Linked DNA regions of Capsicum annuum: region 1 is linked to region 2. Evidence: chromatin contacts called from public Hi-C data. All regions are on one chromosome and are shown on one strand. The core of a region is the stretch at or near the end of the contact, and the rest is flanking DNA. Distances in the headings are between cores, read along the strand shown. Region 1 overlaps LOC107854884 (long chain acyl-CoA synthetase 6, peroxisomal). Region 2 overlaps LOC124886441 (a long non-coding RNA gene).

Region 1 (3,184 bases), core at 47-2,546, 130 kb before region 2:
GTGCTGTCATCTGCTTTAGGTTGAGGGGGTAGAATTGCTGAGGTTTTAAGAAGCTGCTCTTTCGTCACCATAGTTGTTTGTGAATGATAATGTGTACAACACCTGTTTTCTGTTTCCTCGGTCCAGAAAGCCAAGTGAAATAGTTAAATTTTCGTGGTTGCTTTTTTGATGTTTAAGACTGCTATTAGCTAACTGGAGATCATCTTTAGGTTTCACCTCTGGTGGATGGTTCTGCACGTCAATGGCTTTGGAACAACACACAGCCTCTTACAAAGCTGTAATTCCTGTATACCTACTCTGTCAATAATACGATGTTCCATCATTCATCAATTCTTGTACATACATTGGAGATCAATAATTTGATAATTAAGAGTTACAGCTACTGATATACGTTCTAGACAGGTCAATGAACTTTATTGTACAATATACCATGAACGTCTAGCATTATTAAGGACGTTAAAGGATATACAATATTGTGTTGTAGGCTATAAGCCAAATCCATGCGCCTGAATGAGTTTATTGTGTCACGCTGTCATTTTATAAGGCATAAAGCAATATGCTCAGTTCTCTTTTCAATCATTAACTTTTCGTCCTTATAAGTTGTACTACTATGTAATTCCAGGAGCACAATCTCAACCTAGATGCATCCAACACCTTTTTGCTATCCGATCTTCAACCAGCCATAACATTTGTAATGCGTTCCACCCTCCGATACTGGAACTGGTTTTTGCCGTCTTAGGCTGTCCTTCCGCCTACAAGAATGGCTGCTCAAAGTAGGCTTGTTCATCGATATATGATGTGAGGCACTCAGACGCTTGATGGACAGATAGCAGCCAAATGCTGCATAATGCAGTTGGGATGGGAAATATGGGGAAAACGTACACAATGTTTCTAGTATCAGCAACTACTCTATTATTCAGATAAAAATTCGAGACAATTTTAGAAAATAGTGTCCAGAGGTCCTTTAATCGTTTAGCGAGAGCAATTTCCGCCACCAATGGTAGAATACGGTGTTAAAATTCTTCAAAGATTCATCCCCTTTTACATGCTTTATTGACAACATTGCCATCAACTATCAAAGGTTAAAACTATTTATATCTTCAGAAAAACTTATGGTGAATTTATATTATTTGGACACCGTGCACATTACAAGAAGAAATCTATTAACTCGAGACTCAATAAATCCTGTGAGCTTTCTTTTCTATTCTACAATAATCATTTGTTTGGTATTTATTTCGAAGAATGGAAAGTAGGGGTGAACAGCTGAAGCCTTCTCGGTTGCTTTTTTTTTTTAAGGTCATAGTGCTTTCTGGGATGCTGGATCTGATGTAGAAAGCTCATTATACATATCAGATATAGCTTTGGCGAAATAAGCCTTCGCCTGCGGTCTCTTAACCTGGAAATTGGAACAGAGTAGAAAAAGTACATCAGCAAAATCATATTCATGCCTCCCCCCCTTAAAGTTTAAACATTGAGACAAAGTCAATTACCTTGAACGTGGGAGTAAGAAGACCATTTTCAATTGTGAAAGGCTCGATAGTCAATGTTACAGCTTTTACAAATTCAAAACCTCTCAACTGTATAGCAGTAAAAAGAGAGCATCATTTGCTGATCGACTGAGAGATTCAATTGGCATTTTAAGAAACTCACACCCAGGTAAAAGAAAGCCAAAGTAAAATAAATTACCTGAGCATCCCTTCCGACAGCATCCATCTCAGCAAGAACTGCCGCCCTTGCTCTTGGATCATTGCAAAGTTGTCCCAAATCTTCATACTGGAGACATCACATCAACAAAGGGAAATGGATCAACTAGCTTCTCAGAAAATGACAGACAAATATCTTCAACACCATAGCCTGAAGTTTTATTTGTTTACAGCTATATATGATAAAACTAAATTCTGAAGAGCAGGTCAGATGACTAATTTTTTGTAACTAATGAGTTTTAGATATGCGATAAGTTTATATTTAAGAAGTTTCTTCTTTTGGGATGAAGTGATGTATTCCATGAAAAGCATCAAGACGTTTTTATTGTTTCACTGACACTTGGAAGTATTGTATTTGCTTTAGTGGCTTTACGTAACATGGTGACTACATATTTTATTGTGCTTAGTGACATAAATGTCAATTTCCTAGATTTCACTTGACCATAGGAATGTATAGAAATACGCCATTAGCAGGATCAAAAGTTAGCCAGACATGAATTACCAGTATATTTTAGGGGAAGCTCTAGAAGCAAGTTGTGATTTATTTATTTTTACAAACGTGGTGTTGGGGCCGCAGCTCATGTGCTCTGTGCAGAGTTAAAGATGGCACACTCAAAATATGAAGGTAAATGTAATGCAACACGAAACTCTAATGATGACCTCCACTCAAGTTTGCTTTAAGTGAAGCATTTCACAAGATGTAAATGCAATGTTGAAAATTAAGAGTTACCTTGATTCCCTCAGATGATGCCCATTCCTTCAAGACATCTGGCTCTACACAAACTACCGCTACTAAAGAGGAATTAAAGCTATCACCTGTGAATGTAGCAACAGTGAGTGAAGGACATTGTTTAATGATTCCGTAAAAGAGAATCTTATAATCTGCTCACCATAGACGAAGCATTGTGCAATAAATTTGCATTTAGCATAAACGTTCTCAATTTTCTCAGGGGCAATGTATTCACCCTGCGCCAACTTGAAGATATTTTTCTTCCTGTCCACAATAAGCATTCAGAACATTCTACCATGTAAGACAATTAAGGCGCAGAAAGATGGATGGTTTAATATCAAAAGGGCCAAATGAAAGTTCAGAACAATGTAATTACATCATTGTACAATTTATTTGATGGAAATGGTGGGGTTGACAGAAAATCCTTGTCAACCACTTGGTGCCCAGAAATATATCGGTGGGGTGGGAGAAAGTTGTTTTGTATCTCACATTAAAAATATCTAAGGTTGTCTCTCCTAATCACATCAAATAGATTCTACCTGTCAATAATCTTCAAGCGGCCTCCAGGTAACCATAATCCAATATCACCAGTATGCAGCCAACCGTCATCGTCAATTACCTCCTTCCTGTTAACTACTAGGTCAGGCAAATCATCTTGGATAAACTCGTATCAATGACAAAAAGAAAATGAAATATCAATGAGCAAAAGGTATGTACGTCTGCACTTCATCTTTGTAATAGCCTTCAAAAA
Region 2 (3,233 bases), core at 640-3,139:
ACCAACAATAGGTTTCAGGTAACTCTATCTACCAAGATTAGAACAGACTATGTATACTTCTAAATATAGTCTTTTCTTTTTTATCTTCTTTGTTATGATGCATGATAATTATAGTAATTAATATTTTTCAAGTTAAGTTCTATTGCCTGCATAATAATGTGCTTTCATGTATCAATTAATAAAAAGAATTTTCACTTTTGATTTAAGTTAAAATATCACATTGATTTTAACGTTAATTACTTTTTTAATTGCTTGAAATAATTTATACGTTCAAAGCACGTACATTAAACTAGTTATTTATAATAAGGGCAAGAGAAAAGAAAACAGAAGAGTGGAGACGTGTATCATGTTTTAAAAATGTTCAGCGTTGATGGCATAATTAAGATAACCATAGAATTATTAGGGGTACTGTATTTGTTTTTTGTTTTAATAAAGGCAAAATGATCGTCTGGACCCCTGTACTTTGTCGGTTTTATAAGTTGGACATTTCTACTTGCATGTTTGTCATCTGAACCCTTTAACCCATTAAAAAGCAACATTTTACATCCTTTGACCATTGACCAAGCCTATGTGGCATTCAAATGCTGACTAGGACAAAGAGCGTGTAGTCACACGCTTGGGGTGCGAGTGAGGGTCAATTTTTGACCAATTTTATATTAAAATAATTTTTTTTTTTAAAAAAAAAGTAGCACTCAATTTTTTTTAGTTTTTAAATTTAAAAATATTTTAAAAAATTTAAAAATAATAATAAAAAAAAGGTCACCCCCAACTCCCTCCCCCAATCCAGCCGCTCCCCCAGCCCACCCAATCCCGTCCCAGCACCCCCCGCCCGTCGCAGCCCCGTCGCAGCACCCCCTACCCCACCCAGCCCAGTCCCAATACCCCCAACCCCACCCAGCTTCATCCCAGCACCCCCCACTTGATACCAACAATAATGTACAAAAAATTTACTTTCCTTAGCATCTCTACTTCACCATTTTCCCTCAAAAACAATTCAAACCCTCCATTGATGCCAACAACAATGTACAATCGCCCTCCATTGTCCATCATTTCACTTCTCCATTCGAACTCAAACAAGCCATTGTCTTCCTCATCAAAAGCAACAAACGTCTCTCCCTCCTTCCCCTTCCTCGTATTGCTTCCATTTATGCACTCACTCCTCATTTTTCCTTCGCACAGCAGATCTGGGCAATCCCTGAAGAGGGTCTTTGCTTTGTTTTTTTTTTTGTCAAGTCTTTGTTGTAGTTGATATTGTTGTTGTTCAATTAACAACAATAATAAATCCAGTATATTCCCACCTAGTGGGGTCTGGGGAGGATAGAATGTACGCAGTCCATACCACTACCTCTAAAGAAGTAGAGATGTTGTTTCCAATAGACCCCCGGCTCAAGACACAGGACAATATACAAAAAAATTTAAAGCATGAAATATGATAAAACTAACATAGATGCAACATCCACAAAAATATTGTACATTACCAAACAAAAGACACCAAAATCCTCCAAACTACGAACTACGATTCATCCACCCACCTTATCCTTCTATCCTAATGTTTTTCCTCCAAACCTTCCTATTCAGGGTCATGTTCTTAGTGAGATGTAACTGCTCCGTGTCACGTCTAATCACTTCTATCCAGTATTTCTTCGGTCTACTCCTACCCCGCTTGAAACCATCTATCACTAGTCTCCCACACCTACGAACTGGGGCATCTGTGCCCCTCCTCATCACATGACCAAACCATCTCAATCTCACTTCCCGCATTTTTTCCTGTAGCAATACCACTCCCACCTTCTCCCGAATAATCTCATTCCTAACCCTGTCAGCCCTTGTAAGACCACACATCCAACGCAACGTTCTCATTTCCGCCACCTTCAACTTTTGGATATGAAAATTCTTAACAAAAAAAAAATTGAATTACCCAAATCACAAAAATTTCAAATAAAGCATAAAAATTGAATTTTTACATTGAATTTCAAATTTCTCAAATTACCCAAATCACAAAAAATTCAAACAAAGCATAAAAATTGAATCTTTACGTTGAATTTCAAGTTTCTTGAATCACCCAAATCACAAAAATCTTCAAAATCTTTCTTTTCATACTTCTTAAATTTTTCGGTCCTTACTTTAAATTTTTTCGTAGAGCAAGAAGAATAACAAGATGAAGATGATAAAGGAAAAGAAGAATGAGAAGAGGAGGAAGAAGAATAAGAAAAAGAAGAAGAAAGAAGAAATGGAGAAAGAAAGAACGGGAAAGGCAGAAAAAGAAAGAAAAGGGGGAAGAGAGAGAAGGGGGTGTTTGTTTATTTATTTATTTTAATATTTAATATTTTTTATATATAAAAATGATACGGAAAATGATGTGACAGATGTGGCAGCCGACGTGACAGCTGACGTGGAGCGAGTGTAACACACTCACCGAAAAAGTGTTTAAAATGTTGCTTTTTAATGGGTCAAAGGGTCCAGATGACAAACATGTAAGTAGAAGTGTCCAACTTAAAAAACCAATATAGTATAAGGGTTCAGAAGATCATTTTGCCTTGAATAAATATAATATTTGGATAGTCAATAATATCTTTTTCATCGCTACATAATTTTACAATATCAATAATTTGAAGAATAAACCTACAAAAAAGTAGAATACATAGTCTCCCATTTGAATCCTAGCACAGGCAAAAAAGACACTAAGTTGTTCTTACAATATGTCCTAGACTCAGTGGACAGAGTTATCTGGTATCTGGTATCTGTTGCTGGCAGGAGGGGGTAGGTATTCCATGAATTTAGTCGAGGTGCGCGAAAGCTAATTCGGACATTACAGTTCTAAAAAAAAATGGTTGGCTACATGGTAGAGCTATTACAAAATGATAGGATAAAGATAAGAAAAGAGTATGAAATAGTAATAAATAAAGAATAAATAAATAAATAGAAATAAGTACACCAAATTATTTGTTACACAAAAATATGACTTTTTCATCATTTCTAAAAGATGGATTTAAGGATAAATACAATAAAATTTAAGTAATAATCAAAATCGTGTTTAAATTAACAAAACACAATAATTACAACATGTAACATGTCACGACCCGTCCTCTCAACAAAGTCATGAACGGCACCTAGTGCCTTACTTTACCGAGCCAACCGACTTAACTATTCTAACATGTAATTTCATGTCACATACCCCACACACATATAAAATAAATGACAAGTATCTTTATTAGAACACCAGTTCAAATGAT

What was found. Hi-C and Micro-C count contacts between places; a contact is called where the count stands out from the background.
Region 1: a Hi-C map of bud shows a contact between it and region 2, with 4 times the contacts expected there. The contact joins two enhancer-like sites. A contact is called at or near these places in 2 of 5 Hi-C or Micro-C datasets (bud and leaf).

The regions. Positions count from the first base shown.
Region 1 is chr8:153,512,808-153,515,991 of UCD10Xv1.1, reverse strand. LOC107854884 (long chain acyl-CoA synthetase 6, peroxisomal) reads right to left here. Exons shown (of 23, transcript XM_016699881.2): 17 at 3,151-3,184; 18 at 2,973-3,059; 19 at 2,594-2,697; 20 at 2,434-2,519; 21 at 1,687-1,773; 22 at 1,491-1,577; 23 at 1,295-1,396. The coding sequence ends at 1,298. LOC107854883 (aminopeptidase P2) reads left to right here. Exons shown (of 13, transcript XM_016699880.2): 13 at 210-497. The coding sequence ends at 281. Among protein-coding and RNA genes, the nearest start is that of LOC107854883, 11 kb to the left of the region's middle. Within about 2 kb of position 1,296, at least 3 of the 5 cell types and tissues checked have an H3K27ac peak or open chromatin away from gene starts, as enhancers often do. A contact at or near this core is called in bud and leaf, where this site is marked.
Region 2 is chr8:153,382,062-153,385,294 of UCD10Xv1.1, reverse strand. It overlaps LOC124886441 (a long non-coding RNA gene), which reads right to left. Exons shown (of 4, transcript XR_007043613.1): 4 at 3,188-3,233. Among protein-coding and RNA genes, the nearest start is that of LOC124886441, 10 kb to the right of the region's middle. Within about 2 kb of position 1,889, at least 2 of the 5 cell types and tissues checked have an H3K27ac peak or open chromatin away from gene starts, as enhancers often do. A contact at or near this core is called in bud and leaf, where this site is marked.